Regions from separate parts of the Sus scrofa genome. Here all the other regions are linked to region 1. Evidence: chromatin contacts called from public Hi-C and HiChIP or PLAC-seq data. All regions are on one chromosome and are shown on one strand. Each heading gives the region's core, a stretch centred on a gene start, on an enhancer-like site or on the middle of the called end of the contact. The rest is flanking DNA. Distances are from core to core; before and after follow the strand shown. Region 1 overlaps CAB39 (calcium-binding protein 39). Region 2 has its middle 47 kb from the start of CAB39. Region 3 holds the start of CAB39 (calcium-binding protein 39).

Region 1 (5,062 bases), core at 1,840-4,339:
TGGCCAGAAGTGGAAGCTTTTTAGTGCCTATTCATTTATTGCCAACGTTTTACCTTGCCTGCAAAGCCTGTCTCGGCGTCATTCCTGCTGTCACTCCCTTATTCCCTCCGGGCCTTTTCCCTGACAGGCCCTGGCTGCTTCCTCTCCCTCAGCCCCTCTTCAAGCCATTCCTTTCCCCTCAGCCCCGCTCCCAGCCAGGTCCTCCTCGTCAGTCTCTGTTCTTGGCTCAGCTCGGCTGCTTCCTCCCTGTTGTTTCCCTCCCAGAATTGAACCTTTTCTCGCTGTTGTCTTTCTCCTGTAGCAACATTGTTTTCAGCACCCCGGTGTACAGGTGCTGAACCCACTGGCCTTCCCTGCTGAGCACGTATGGGGACAAATGTCAGTCCCCACATGGGCACGTACACGCGGTGTTTGACTCCTGAGGGCGAGGATGGGGCTTGTCCACCTTTGAGTCTTGTATGAAGGTCCATGGGTAGGTAATACATAAGGAAGATATTTAGCAAATGTAGTAAGTTTTATATGGTTGTTAAAATGAGTTCTGGTTTTTTTTTGTTTTTGTTTTGTTTTTCTCCTCTCCCAAAATCAGGCTACAGAAGAAGTTTCCAAAAACCTGGTTGCCATGAAAGAAATTCTGTATGGCACAAACGAAAAAGAGCCGCAGACAGAAGCAGTGGCACAACTCGCTCAAGAACTGTATAATAGTGGGCTCCTTAGCACCCTGGTAGCTGATCTACAGCTCATTGACTTTGAGGTAAGAAATCAATTTTTTATTTTTCAAAAAAACAGTGATTGTTCATGGTCCTTGTCCGTGTGTTCTTACCTTTGAAACATCTTAAGATTCCTGTCAGGCTCTTGGCTCGAGGATGCTGACCTTTTTAGCATGCCCCAGCTGCCTGCCTAGTTAGTGGGTCAGGAACTCAAGGGTGTCTCTGGCTGAGGCCAGATTTTTCTCTCTCTTTCACTACATCATATATGAAGTTTTTTAGGTATTCATTATGCCCTTCCATATACGTTGTATTTAATAAACAGCCGCTGTTTTACATAATTCACTGGTCCTTGGCTCTCAAGGAATAAACAATCTAAAGAAGACCGTAGAATGTTCGAATTTTTGAGGTAGATGAGCTCTAGAGAACACCTAGTTGGTTTTTTTTTTTTTTATGCTTGGGTTTTTTTTTTAATCTGCTGAGCCCTCATTACAGCAGGGATTCTAGGTGTTTTGTTTGCTTGGCATTGCTTTTAAATATTTCGCTCAGGATAACATTAAAATGGCAGGAGATTTGAGACGCAATTTTGAATTTCTGGCCTCCCTTGAAAAATGTGGTTGGCAGCAGTGAGCCGGTAATCCTGCGTGGCCCCTCAGCCCACGACGTTGGCATCCACATTTGCGTGTGCACGTGCGTGTGCACTCGGGTGTGCTGCGGACGGTGTGGCTTTTCTCCCGCAGGGCCTACTGCACTCCTTTGCGTTACCTGCTCAGCCCTGGTAGGCATTGAAGATTGTTGCCAAGCTTATTCAGCCAGATGGTGCCATGTTAGATATTTAGTCAATTTAATAGAACAGTCTGAATCAACTAACCTGAGATGTTTAGAATGAAGGGCTCTGGCAGTGGTCATGAGCAGTCTGCTCTTTGCCTCATTGTCAGGGGTGTGCTTTGTTTTAAGCCCCAGTGTTTATCATCCTGAGTGACTGGATATATTGGGGATATGTGTGTGTGTGTGTATGTGTATAGTTTATATGTATATATAGTTTACAATACAAGCATCTCATTTGAAGCTGCTAGTTCCATTTGGGTAGGTGTCAGATTGCTGAACAATGTAAGGATATAGCAAGGTTTTGTTTTTTGTATCCGAGTCAGCATGATGCTGAGAGTTAGAAATGGTTGAAATTATATGCAATAAGATTTCACTTTGTCAACACATTATTCATGTCAAAAATAATTTTACTCTTAAACTTAGAATTTAGAATTATAATGGAAGAAATAAGAAAATTGACTATGTCTATGAACATTTTAAATGAGAATTCAATCATAATTATGAATGTGCAGTGCCTTGATTTGAGTTTGTTTGGGAGAATGAATGGGCACTTTGGTATTGAGTCAGGTAAATATATTTGTCTCCCTAATAGGGCAAAAAAGATGTGGCTCAAATTTTCAACAACATTCTCAGAAGACAAATTGGTACAAGAACTCCTACTGTTGAATACATCTGCACCCAACAGAATATTTTGTTCATGTTATTGAAAGGGTATGTATAATGTACTAAAATGTATGTTTTTGGCTTGAAAAATGAAAAGCAAAGATGGCCTTGGACAAAAGCAGGATGGTGAATGTGGGCAAGTGTTTTCTCCGTCGTTTGATCAGCTCACTTTTCCACAGTTCTTGAACGTATTTCCCTCCTTCAATTCAACCTGTGCACTAAACTGACTTCGAAAATGCCCGTGGGATTTTAAAGTCAGGAGAATTGTGGGCCTTCGAACTCTCAAATCATATGTGACTGAAGAGAAAAAAAAAATCCTCTGTCATCTTACTTCTGTTCCCTAAGATGTTAAAAAACCTTAATGGCGTGACACGTCAGTTAAGTTGTGTATCTAAAGACCTCTTTGGAGGTGCATGTGCACTCTGCGGCGGTGAACGAGCCCGCCTGGTTCGTGGACATGGCTGCTGTGTACCTTGACGTTGCTCAGTCAGCAAAGCACATGTTTATGACGTGCTTCCCTTTGCTTTTCACCTGTGTGTGTCCCCTCACTAACCCACCGCTTAATTTGGTAATTTGCAGTGCATCTTCCTAGAATTATTGTTGGACTACATAGGCATTTTTCTTTGGGTAGCCTGCCAGTTTCGAAAAAAAAATCAAAACCCAAAAGAGCCTTAAAATTGAAGCTTTAAAAAAAAAAACAAAAACCCTTCTCCCTCATCACTGATTGGCAAGGCAGCCTCCTGTTGTTTCACAGCAGAGTTGTTTGCCAGCTCTGGGTATGGGGTACATTTGCTGGGGTTCTGTTAGATTGGCGGGCAGGCATTTTACTGGCATGACTGTTGGCGTGAATCAGCCTGCTGTCCTACCCCTGGTTTTATAGCTTGCCTCACTCTGATTCATATCTCTGTGGTTTAACACTTCCCCCAAGTTCAAACTTGTTTAGACAAAGCATGAGTCAGTGCATGTGTTGGATGCCAGCGTTCTGTTTCCTTCTTTCTAGTTGTGAGTTGCTTCTTCAGATGTTGCCATACAGAATTTTTGGCATCTGATTTTTGTTGTTGTATCAGTCCAGAGCTGCGTGTGTGAACATGTAGTGAGTAATCTGAAATTTGATGTTCTTAGAGCAGCTTCCAGATGCCTTTATGTATCTTGAAAGCCAATTTCTCCTTTTCCCGTAGAAAGCCATGATGATTAAAATCTGAGCATTCGTTAACTCTGCCTCTGTTTTTCACCTCGGAGTAGCCAGGGCTGTGATGTGAACGTTGTTACATAGGATGTAAAGGAAGACTCTAGAGGTAATTAAAGAAAGGTTTGACGCGCTCGGCTGAGCTGGCCAGAGCAGAAACCTCCGCTTAGGAAGGCAAGGAGCCTGCAGAAGCCAACCCCACAGAACCCGCCTCCCGCCCTTTTTAGTTTTTATTGTGCAAAGTATGCGTAAAACTCGAGGGCATCGCATAACAAACCCTTTCTACCCATCACCAGGCTTCAACAGTTACCAACTTTTTGTCATTCTTGTTTCATCTGTTCTTTGTCTCCTTGCTTCCTCCTCACATGCGACGTCACTTCAGTGTGCATCCGTAGCACATAACACAGAAAGGATGTTTTTACTGTAGTCGCAATATCGTTGAGAAGCCCAACATTATCTAATACCCTGTCAGTGTTCAGAGTTCCGTGATTTTCCCCCCCAAATGTCGTTTTCAGTTAGTTTAAATCAGTTTTCCAGCAAGGTCCACACCCTGAATTTGGTTGATGTGACTTAACTCTCTTTTAATCTATAGTAGTTTCTACCCTCTTCTTTTAATACCATTTATTTGCTGAAGCAACTGGGTCATTGATTTTGGAGAAAAATCACCTGTTTTGGCCTGGCGCCCTGCGGTTTCACCCGTAATCAAGTTCCTCTGTCTTCTTTTAAGTTCTTCGGTTTGGGGAGCAAGAATTCTTCGTGGGTGGGGCAGTATACTTCCTCTTGGGCAACTCTGGCCGTCCTGCTGTGGTGATGTTTCAGTGGATGAGTGGATGTCGGTGCTGTCAGTCCAAACTGCCCACCTTGAACTTCTCCGTCAAGCCCCCACCGCACAGTCTTAGCATCCGCTGATGGTCGTCGTCTGGATTCAGAGCGGCGATCTCCTAACTCTCTTGCTCCTTCTCCATCTATTACGTGTGTTTTGTTCCTCGTCAGTGACCTCTGTGGGAAACACAGAATAGATGCTTGATTTTTTTGTTTGCTTTAAATATCATTTTTTAGTATGATCAGTTGATGCTCTTGCCTTAGATGAGCAATGAGTATGTTATTGTTTTAAGCATTATTTGAATTCACATTTTAGGGGGTTTTGAAATATGTTTGATGTGTCTCAATCCATTGCAGTCATATCCAGATTTCCCCATCCTTGGGCTGTTGGGAGCTCCTTCCCATTGGTTCTGTGTGCTTTTGGCAAGAACCCATTCGTCTGTGATAGTAGCTTCCTTGCTGTCTGGCACGAGATGTCCCTTGCTCATTTTGTACCGGTTCCTGCCTCAGACTAGGAAAGAGCCATTTCTTCCAGGAGCCCTGTGAACTGTCTTTTTAAGATTTCTCTACCCTTGTTGGTTAATTAGTTTGGACTACTTTCATGCACTGTATTATCCTCTCAGTCTGTAAGTGCTTTGATATGAGACATTTGGGGGCGTTATGCTGCCAGTGTTAGTGTGCATTTGGAAGTAGTCTCGTTGCCAGTGTTAGTCTGCATTTGGAGGCAGCCGTTGTTCCACTGGCGACTTAAATGTTAGTGTGCTCTCCACTCTGCTAACAGGTTTCACAGCGTCACTGTTTGCCTTGTACTCGTTGGTTTACGGTTTAATCATTTAAGACAAACTTGACAAACTGCCAT
Region 2 (5,062 bases), core at 1,678-4,177, 120 kb before region 1:
GGAAGGAAGAAGGAAAGGAAAAGGAAGGAAGGAAGAAAGAAAAAAGATGGGAGGACGGGAGGGAGGGAGGGAGGAGATCTGATTTCACACACACACACACACACACACACACACACAATGAGTAAGTGCTCACAACTTTGGATGCTCTGCCTATATTCTAATGATATTGTCGAGATAAAAATATTTTTGATACTCCTCTCTGGAATTTATCATTAAAATAGATAGTATGTACTTTTGCATAATTTCAGAGAGGGTTAATATTTCTTCTTTCAAGTAAAAGTGCTCATAAGAAATAGACAAATTTAATTTTGGATTCAAGTGTGATGAGTAAGGTATATGATCACCTTAAATAATTTGGTGTAAGAATGAGCTGTGAGAATAGTTTTAAGTCGGTGTTTGTTGTTTTTGAGTTGAATTGTGTGATCTTTTGATCTTCAAAAGATATATTGAAGTCCTAACCCCCAGTATCTCAGAAGGTGGCATTACTTGGAAACAGGGTCATTGCAAATTAGTTAAAATGCAGTCATAGGCTGGTAGGGTGGGCTTTTAATCCCACCTGACTGGCATCTTTGTAGGAGAAGAGAACGTCTTGTGAATACGGAAACACACAGAGAGAGAAAGCAACATGAAGACGCACAGTGAGAAGACAGCCATGCGTCTAGAATGATGCCTCTCCAAGCCAAGGCACGCCAAAGCTCACCAGCAAACACCAGAAGCTAGAAGAGGCAGGAAAGGATTCTCCCCTCCAGCTGTCAGAGAGCATGTCCCTGCCAACATCTTGATTTCAGACTTCCAGTTTCCAAAACTATGAGACTACAAATGTCTGTTTTAAGCCACCCAGCTTTGGGTACTTTGTTACAACAATCCCAGGAAATTTAATACAGTTGTCTACTCAGCACCCATTCCTCTCTAACAATACACAGATTTTCATTTGTGTATTTACCCCTTGTGCACACGAACCACGTACTGCAGAGGAAGTGGTCTTCTTCCAATACCAGGTTGGACCCTAATAGGCTTAGCCAATCAGCATCTTCCATTCCCTCACCGGTAAGCCATTGTCCAGGCTTGGGCATGTACCTTAATCCAAGCCAGAGTGACTCTCAGGACCTCACTTAGAATGGTGGAACTGAGAGATCTCTGGAGAAGGATGTAAACTGCCAGATGTGAACCAGAAAACATGAAACCTTAATTGTATCTGGCAAGAGCCATCATCAGATCCAGCCAAAAGGGTGAGTACAAAGCAGAGAAACGCAAAGCCTCTGGGTCTTTAGAGATATCTTTAAACCATCCGTCTACCCTGAAACGCTCCAATCTTAATATTTAGAGGCTTTAGAGATTAAGCCAGTGTGACTTGGATTTTGCATTCCCTGCAACCTAAAGCTTCTAGCTGACGAGCTGGCATCGCAAGGCAGTATGTACCACATCAAGTGAGTAAAAGGGGCTTTAAGAGAAACTCTTGGAAGGTTAGACACGAAGGACACAGGGCTGGAATCACATCCACAAACTCTAAAGATGAGAGGCTGTGGCTGAACACCCCCTATGAGTTATAGGAAGCTGGCAGCTTGCAGGAAGAGACATGATATAGTGGGAATGGGAATGGTTGTACTTCGACAGCCTGATGGGACAAGGATGGAGATGCATCTTCCTTGGGCCAGGGGTGGACTGGCTGAAGGAAGCCAGACCAGATCTTCTTGAGAAAGAGTCAGCCCAGGAGAACCACACAGAAGTTCTGCAGCGGAATGAATCAGAAAGTAGAAGGGGAGCCTTGCGCTGATCAACAGTTGACCAGCAGGGGGAGCCATTTCCCACTTCAAGGTAACTCCAGGTGTAAGACACCCCAGCAAGGGTAGAATCTCTGAAGAGCGCCCCCCCCCCCCACAACCCGCAGATGTTCCCTGAGAAAATAATCCAGCAACGGGACATCTACCCTGTTCAAAGAACGCCAGAACCAAGTCACGATGGAACCAAACAAAGCCTGTCCTGTCCCTTACTTCTCGTCCCCTGCTCACTTCAGCCCTGCAGAGGCCAAAAAGAACAGGTGGAAAAGCAGGAAAAGAGTGATTCAGAAAGAAAAACAAATCATTTTCCCGCTGGTGACCCAACGACGGCATGCCCCACCTAATGTCAGAAAGAGGACTTAAGTGCAATAAAGTATCGAATATTAGAGCAGACCAGACTTTTTTTGATCAGTAAGAGGAGTCTTTTCTTGTGATTAGAAGGACCACGAAAACTATGGGCCCTCCTCAGATTTTAAGCAGATTTAATACTGGCCACTGTCAAGCCCATATACCTTGGAATTAACCCTATGCAGGAAGGCTGTGTGTTGCCAAGACCCAAGACTCTGGGTCAGGGCTTTGATCTTTCTGGGCTGGCATCCCAGCCTTGAGCAGCGAGGCAGAGCAGAGGTGCTGCAGAACGCACAGCCTGGAAGCAGTGGTCAACCAGGGAGGGGCAGGAGGCCGCTGGCTTCTCAGCCCTCCAGATGGCTCTGGGAGACCTGGCCCTGAAAACGGCCTCCTCACTGGCTCCTTCCCTTTCCTAGCTCACTCCCTCACCCCCACCCCTCACCTGTGCCTCCTGGTGTTGCCTCCACACCAGCGGCTGGCACTGACATTCTCTGGGGAAGTGCAAACCAAGACACCAGGGAAAGAGATGATTTCAAAGAGCAGATGAGTCGTCCTGAGGGGACAAAAGGGCGGCTCGCCGCTTATCCATTCAATACATCAATCACACCAGTGTTCTGGTTTCACTCATAACTGACTCTCCGTCTAAAACCTGGGCACAGGAGGCAGCCGGGGGTTTCCAATCTCTTCTGCCTGCTCGTCACATCTTGAAACTGAATCTAAACCGAGTCAGATACTCATCTCCCCACTCTTTTGACTTCTTCCTGCCTCCTCGCCCTTCTGCTTCCTCTTATGACATCCTCGGAATGGGATGAACTGTGCAGGGGGCAGGGCTCGCGTGATCACAGTTCATCACGCTGGACCCGGTGCCTGGTCCAGGACAGCTCTCATCGGCCCAATAACTTTCCTGACTTTGCTGGTTCATTTTCTTACTGAAGTGTAATGTACTCCCAGTACAATGTAATAATCATTTTCATGAGTAGTTCTGACACTTTTGTTGGCTTTTTAAATAAATTGCATTGTGTGCTATAATTCATAGATGAGAAGAACATAAAACCTAAATTTATAGCTGGATGAAGTGTCACAAAGGGGACACGCTTTTGACAAGTTTAGGCAGTCATACCACCGCCACCAAGGTTAAGCTATACCCTAGCACTTATTGTTTTCAACTTTCGTGTTTAGGACGATGCTCCATCCTCAAATTAATTAATGTATATTATGTGAGGTAGGGTTCAGGATTAATTTTTTCCACGTGGATGTTCAAATGACCCACTTTTCTTTTTTTTTTTTTTTTTTTTTCTTTTCAGGGCCGCACCCGCAGCGTATGGAGGTTCCCAGGCTAAGGGTTGAATCAGAGCTGCAACTGCTGGCCTAGGCCACAGCCACAGCCATGCCAGATTGGAGCCTCATCTTCAACCTACACCGCAGCTCGCAGCAATGCCAGACACTTAACCCACAGGTGAAGCCAGTGTTCGAAGACGCATCCTCATGGATACTAGTTGGGTTCATAACCCACTGAGTCACAAGAGAAACTCCCTATCTGGTATTTTCTGATACGTTCCTACAGCCAGGATTAGAGTAAGGCAAGAGATGAAAAGAACCGGGAAAACCTCTTTAAATTTTGCACCCTTTTTTTTTTTTTTTTTTTTTTGTCTTTTCTAGGGTCTCACTGGCGGCATATGGAGGTTCCCAGGCTAGGGGTCTAATTGGAGCTACAGCCACCAGCCTACATCACAGCCATAGCAACACCAGATCCAAGCCGCGTCTTCGACCTACACCACAGCTCACGGCAATGCCGGATCCTTAACCCACTGAACAAGGCCAGGGATTGAACCTGCAACCCCATGGCTCCTAGTTGGATTCGTTAATCACTGTGCCACAACGGGAACTCCAGATTTTGCACCCTTGGCGCTGCTCTAGCTTTACCATAGTCCTACCCCAGCTGTTGTACACGATACTAATTTAAAAAAAAAAAAATTTTGAAAATTTTAAAATAAACACTTTATGATTTTAGAACAGAGGAAGATTTATTGAAGAAGATACAAAATACAAACCCCAAAGGAGTAGATGAGTGCTCTGACACATTAAACATAGTAAATGCTATCTCAAAATAGTTTAACTGTTTTTAACTGTATTGAAGTATCATTGATTTACAATGTTGTGTTAATTTATGCTGTCCAGCAAAGTGATTCAATTATACACACACACATCAGTTCCCATATAGGTGATCACAGAATAATGAGTAGACTTCCCTGTGCTATACAAGGAAATATGTTGTATTGGCCACCCATTCCATACACTATAATGTGCATATGCCAATCCCAAGCTCCCAATCCATTCTTACCTCTCCCCAATTTTTACTTCTGCTAATTTGTTTCTAGTATATAAAAATTCACCTGAATCTTGGATACAGACCTTGTGTCCAGCAAGCTTGGGAGCCCTCACTCCTAAACCCCGGAGAGGAGAGCGGGGCACCCATGGCTTGCCTAGTAACATTCCGTGATCTGCAGATTCAGAAGGGGCTGCCCCATAGACTAAAGAAGAATGGAGCATCTGTGTTTTGAGGGATCCGTTGGCTGACCTCCAAAGCTCTCTCTTGCATCCCTCTGCTTCTGAATCACTGACCAGGCTCCCAGTACATCATGGGCAACTGGCAATACAGGAAGCGAAACCAGAAATCAGAGCCAGATAAATACCTGGGGGAGGGTGAGCACCAGGAGGAGCCCAGCTGCTGTGAGTCCATGAAAGCCAGTCCACCTGTCTCCCCGTCTCCCACCTCTATTTTTGCACACTTTGTGCCCATTACAAAGGGGAGATGGGGTGATTCACAAAACTGCCAAGGATTTGGCAAGATGAAATTAATATATAAGGAAATAGAAGGGGAAATGGGGACAAGGACATAAACGAATCAGGCCGGGTGAGCTGAACTGTAGGCAAAG
Region 3 (5,062 bases), core at 805-3,304, 70 kb before region 1:
TTTCCCTCACTACTGAATACTCCCATCAGCAAACTAAGGTGGCTCTAACAGCTTCATTCTCAAAAACTGAAATAAAGCAAAAAAAAAAAAAAAAATCTGTTTTGACTCCACATTTCCCTCCAGCTACCACCCCATTTCTCTGCTCCCCTTTACAGCAAAGCGTCAAGAAAAGTTGTTTACACTCATGGTCCCTCTTTCTACAGCCTCATTCTTCCTAGAGGCTACTCTGGTCAAGCTTTCCCACTCACCTCTGCTGAAATAGCTCTTACCAAGGCCACTAGTTGCCTCTATGGCACTGACACCAATGACCAATCACCAGTACTTACCTTCCTTGAACTATGAGCTGCTGTTGGAGGCATGGATCCATCTTCTATCACTCGTCTTCCAGCACATAAAGATCCTCCAGCCACCCTGGCTCCTCTCAGGATCCTTTGCTGGTCCCTTGTCATCAACCTGACTTTTCAATGTTGGGGGCCCTGGCTCATCCTTGCCTTGTCTTTTATCAACACTCTCTCCCTAAATGATCTCATTGAGTCCTGAGATCTTACTTACTCTGAAGACTCCCCCAACTCTATCTCCAGCCCAGACCTCTCCCCCAAACCCCAGACTTCCACAGTGAGCTTCCTACTTGGGTGTCTAACAGGCAGCTTAAGCTTAATATGCCTCCAAGTGTATTTCTGAGCAACTCCTGTATCTGTTTCTGTATGAGTCTTCTTCATTTCACCAAATTTTTATCTTCCAGTTGCTTGAGAAAACAAACAAACCAAAAAACCCCTCAGAGACCAGCAACATCAGGTCAGCTCTACCTTTTAAATGTGTCTAGAACCTGACCACTTCTTTAGGCTTCCACTGCTTTCATCCTGGGTCTTGCCAGTCTTCTTATCACCAGATTATTTCAGAAGACTTCTAACTGATGTCCTGGCTGAAGCCCTCAGGCCGCTCAGGCTGGTCTTCACACCGCAATCAGAGTTATCCTTTTGAAATATTAGACCACATCCTTTCTCTGCTCAAACCCCTCCAAACAGCTCCCCATCTCATTCAGAGTAAAAGCCAAAGTCCTCACTTTAGCCTATAGGGTCTCCCCTCTTCCCTCATCTCCATCCACTCCCCTTTCCCAGGGGTCATGTTTTGCTGCAAGGTATCCCACCTGAGGGGCTTTGTCCTGGCTGTTCCCTCTGCCTTTCCATACACATATCTCACAGCAGGAGCGCTGTAAACAGCAATAGCCTGCACTCTCTCCCCTCCTTAGCCCAATTTCCATAACACTGAAAAGCATCTAATGTCATACATATGTCTGTTTATTTATTTATTGTCTCAGGAGCAGGGTCTCTTTTGTTCACTGCTCCACTATCTAGAAGAGTGCCTGGCACACAGCAGATACTCAAGAACACCTGTTCGATTGCAAATTAAAGAAACAAAAATGTACACGTGTGGCATGTTCATGTACCAGAGTCTGTTGTCAGAGCTTTGCAATGCATTGTCTCGTTCATCCTCATAAACTTATGGTACTGTATGTACTCTTATATTTGTGCATGTGTGTGTGTGTGTGTGAGAGAGAGAGAGAGAGTGGAAGAACATAGGAATGGAGTCAGGCAATAGCCTATGGTGACTGAATGGTGGAGTTGAGGTTTAAATCCAGGCTTTGAATCCTATTAAGAGTGATCATTCTATCACTTTCTACGCTCTCTTGGAGGATGTTAAAATGAGAGTGATCCGTCTCTGGCAAGTATGAAGGAATCAATCTGCACAACTTGGTCCCTGGCCTTTAGCCGAAACGAAGCTTTGTTAAGAGTTCAGGAAGTGGTCGCACAAAGTGGATTTAGGATCCCTCTGGCAAGAGCGCTGAGGCAGAGAAGCGGCTGGGCACCAACACTTCAGTGGCAGGTGAAAGGAGAGGAACTCTTCCCCTCTGCTTCCGCTTTCCCCCAGCCGCCTCCGCCTCAGGCCTCAGCGCGGACTCCTACGCCCGAGTCCGCCCAGCCGCCTGGGGGCGCCCGAGGCTGAAGGGGGCGTTGCGGCGCCGCCCGACGTCGCGCCCTCGGCGGCTGCGCAGTGCGCACGTCAAAGCCGGGCTCGGGCCGGGAGCGGGGAGCGGCGCGGCCTGGGAGAGACTGAGCCTCCGGGAGCCGGGCGAAAGCGAGGGTGAAGGCGGCGCGGGGCCCCGCAGCAGAGCCGTAGCCGCAGCCCAAGAGAGCGAGCGAGCGCAGCAGTGCGGCGGCCGCCGCGGGAGCCCCTGGGCCGCCGTCCGCCCGCGCAGCCGCCGCCGCCGCCGCGGGATCCTGTCGCTGGGAGCAGGAGCGGGCGGAAGACAACGGAGGGGCCGAGCGGCCGAGCCGCGCCGCGGGGACCGAGCGAGCAGCCCGAGGCGTCGGCGGCCGAGGACGGGGACGGCGACGACGCGGAGGCTGAGAGGGAGCCGCCCGGCCCAGCTCCGTGAGTGACCCCCGGCCCGACCCAGCTCGCGGCGTGGACGCCCGCCCGGCTTCCGCCTGCCCTGCCCGGCCCGTCACCGGCCCGGGGCTGCCTCCATTTTCTCGGGTGGTGGAGGCGGCCCCGGCCCGGTATCGGCGGGAGCGGCCCGGTCTGCCCTCTCCGCCCGGCCCGGGCCCCTCGCGGAGCCTACCCCCCTCGTCGTCCTCGCCGGCTCGGCGCCCAGGGGCCTGCAGCCGGGGCTGCGGGGCGCCACGCTCTCCTGCAAGCCCTCCGCAGTTCTTTGGCGGGGCTGGCGGCATGGGGGCGTTCGCGGCCGGAGCCCCGAGGGCAGGCGAGTGCGGGCCGGGCCAACTGTCACTCCCGCCGCGCAAGGGATCCGGCCACCTTGCTCCTGGCCCCTGGTAAACTTCCTGTTATCGGGAGGCAGATAGCATCTCTGTGGTCTGCATTTCGGGAAGATGCCTAACTGTTTTCTGGTTAGGAATTGTGCGGCCAGAGCGTTCCCGAGGTCGGTTGAACCAGCCTGCTCGCTGACTGCCTGCAGGCGCTCTGGTCGGTCCGCGCCGGAGGGATTCGAAGGTGAACCCCGGCTCGCGGTCCCCTCCCCCGAGGAGCTTACATTCTGGCGTGGGTGATAAGGCGAGTACACAAATGACTACGATACCAGGAAGGAGATGATAAGTCCTATGAAAGAACTACAAAATGCTAGAAGGGTACCCGGAGAAGACCGGCCCGATCGATCACTTCCGCCTAGCAGAAATCTGAAGGCTTCCTGGGCGAGGCTGTGCAAAGTGGGGTCTTGAAGGCCAGATGGGATTTGGGAGAGAGGAGGGTTGCAGAAGAGGAGCAGTGTGTTGGAGGAGCAGCAACGCTAGAGGACAAAGGTAAAAAGGCATAGTCGGAAATAGTAGATAATGCAGTTTGTCGTGGGGGGCAGTGGGGGGTAGGCCAAAGAGTTGGGGGGCAGATCCTTGAATGCCGTAGAGGAGCTATTTGAGTGGCATTCTAAGGGTAACTTAGAGCTCATTTCTCAGTGACTCATGGGCCCGGAAATGTAAGCTAGGAGATGTTAAAGGCGCTCTTATGAAAGAAAGGAGAGAAGGAGGCCCAGTACAGAACTGACGTTCTGTGCCTTGAACGTCATGCAGTTTGAGATCGATTTTGACAGCTTTCCGGATATTCAAATAAATCCACGTCCAGGCTAAGCAAAATACCTTTTGTGCAAAGCTTCATTCGATGTTAGGCTCTTAAGAAGTGAGGGAAAGATGTATATAAAATAAGCTCATCTGCACGTAAGGTGTTTCTCTTGGTGCTCTTCACTAAAATGCATCAGAACTTCCAGCGCTCTGTATTAGGTGTCTGCATTTTGGAATTACTGAGCTGAACATCACTTCTTTGAGTTGGCTTTTGGGTAAGGCCATCTACGTTGATGGTTTAAAAAATCAGACTGTCCAACTTTGTATCCCAGAAGATTAGTAACATAGAACTTTTTTTAGGTAAAAATTTCTTTATTAGTTTTTAGTTGTGAAAATTCTTATAGGCGAGCCAGAGGTGAAAATCTGAGGCTTTACTTTGTTTCTTTTTTTTCACCCATATCACTAGCAAATAATTAGCAGCTGTATTTGAAGTTTAGAAATATGATCTATGGAAGCAGCTTAGAACCTTTTTGGTTTTGTAAGAACTTTGTTGTTTGCTCATATGACAAGTGAATGTCAACTTCTCTCAGGTGAAAAGGCTTGTAGAATGCAGGAAGTACATAGAATTTTAAAAAATTATCTTAGCTGTAATCTTACCACTTAGATTTTGTTACTGTTAACATTTTTTCGTATTTCCTTTTCAGTCTTCTTATGTTATTTTTCTCTTAATGAAGTCATCTATAAAGTATATATCTTCTATTAGGCTTTCCTTTTTTTGTCATTAAATATCTCCATATAAAAGGTTTTTAGGGGAGTTCCCTGGTGGTCTAGTGATTAGGATTGGGCACTTTCACCACTGCAGCCCAGGTTCAGTCCCTGGTCTGGGAACTGAGATCCCTCACCATGGCACTGCGGACCATGGCCAGAAATGAATACATAAATCTAAAAAATTTTAATGAATAAATAAAAATTTTTTTAACCAAGTGTAAGGGAAGCTTCTTAAGTGTATTTTTTTCTGACATGTTTGCATTATTTACCTCAGACAAAATGTAGTCATGTTTAATATCTACTGCTGTAGACGGCTTTCTCCAAGCTTTTTCTTGTTTGAAGTATATTTATTGACAGGATCAAGATTTGGATCCTGTTGCTTATTGAATAAAGAAAGATTTTATTACTTGGAGGTGTTGTCATCAGATATGGAAGAGGTCACATATGTGTGCTGTATGAGGGGATGTATTTTTTAAAAGGCACTATAGAAAGGTTGCTTTCATAGCTGCTGTATCTCCCATGCCTGGCGTACCTCCTCTTTGCACCCCACCCCTAAAAATAGTCTTTATACTGGGGCTGTCCATATAGGTTAACTACTGTGATCATGACATCACAGAGATTCAGGATAGATGTATTTAGTTTTTGTATTGGTCTTTCTTTAGTAAAATAGAGAATTTGTCATGAAGTAATGTGCTGCTGTAACAAAAGGGGCTTTTTTCTTTCAA

Evidence for each region. A called contact is a pair of places that touch in the nucleus more often than the background predicts. HiChIP or PLAC-seq counts read pairs in DNA pulled down with a chosen protein or histone mark.
Region 2: a contact with region 1 is called in a Hi-C map of liver, with 4 times the contacts expected there. The contact joins two enhancer-like sites. A contact is called at or near these places in 1 of 5 promoter capture datasets (liver), 31 of 47 Hi-C or Micro-C datasets (alveolar macrophages, blood, brain and 14 more) and 2 of 2 datasets of contacts at active chromatin or transcription factors (alveolar macrophages and skeletal muscle).
Region 3: an H3K27ac HiChIP or PLAC-seq map of alveolar macrophages shows a contact between it and region 1. The contact joins the promoter of CAB39 here to the enhancer-like site in region 1. A contact is called at or near these places in 2 of 5 promoter capture datasets (fetal liver and liver), 18 of 47 Hi-C or Micro-C datasets (alveolar macrophages, blood, embryonic fibroblasts and 7 more) and 2 of 2 datasets of contacts at active chromatin or transcription factors (alveolar macrophages and skeletal muscle).

The regions. Positions count from the first base shown.
Region 1 is chr15:131,559,657-131,564,718 of Sscrofa11.1, forward strand. It overlaps CAB39 (calcium-binding protein 39), which reads left to right. Exons shown (of 9, transcript XM_021075733.1): 3 at 587-751; 4 at 2,125-2,243. Among named protein-coding and RNA genes, the nearest start is that of ITM2C, 53 kb to the right of the region's middle. Within about 2 kb of position 3,090, at least 34 of the 83 cell types and tissues checked have an H3K27ac peak or open chromatin away from gene starts, as enhancers often do. A contact at or near this core is called in alveolar macrophages, embryonic fibroblasts, liver and 4 more, where this site is marked.
Region 2 is chr15:131,443,449-131,448,510 of Sscrofa11.1, forward strand. No RefSeq gene overlaps it. Among named protein-coding and RNA genes, the nearest start is that of CAB39, 47 kb to the right of the region's middle. Within about 2 kb of position 2,928, at least 14 of the 83 cell types and tissues checked have an H3K27ac peak or open chromatin away from gene starts, as enhancers often do. A contact at or near this core is called in alveolar macrophages, liver, retroperitoneal adipose tissue and 1 more, where this site is marked.
Region 3 is chr15:131,490,521-131,495,582 of Sscrofa11.1, forward strand. CAB39 (calcium-binding protein 39) reads left to right here and starts at 2,055. Exons shown (of 9, transcript XM_021075733.1): 1 at 2,055-2,433.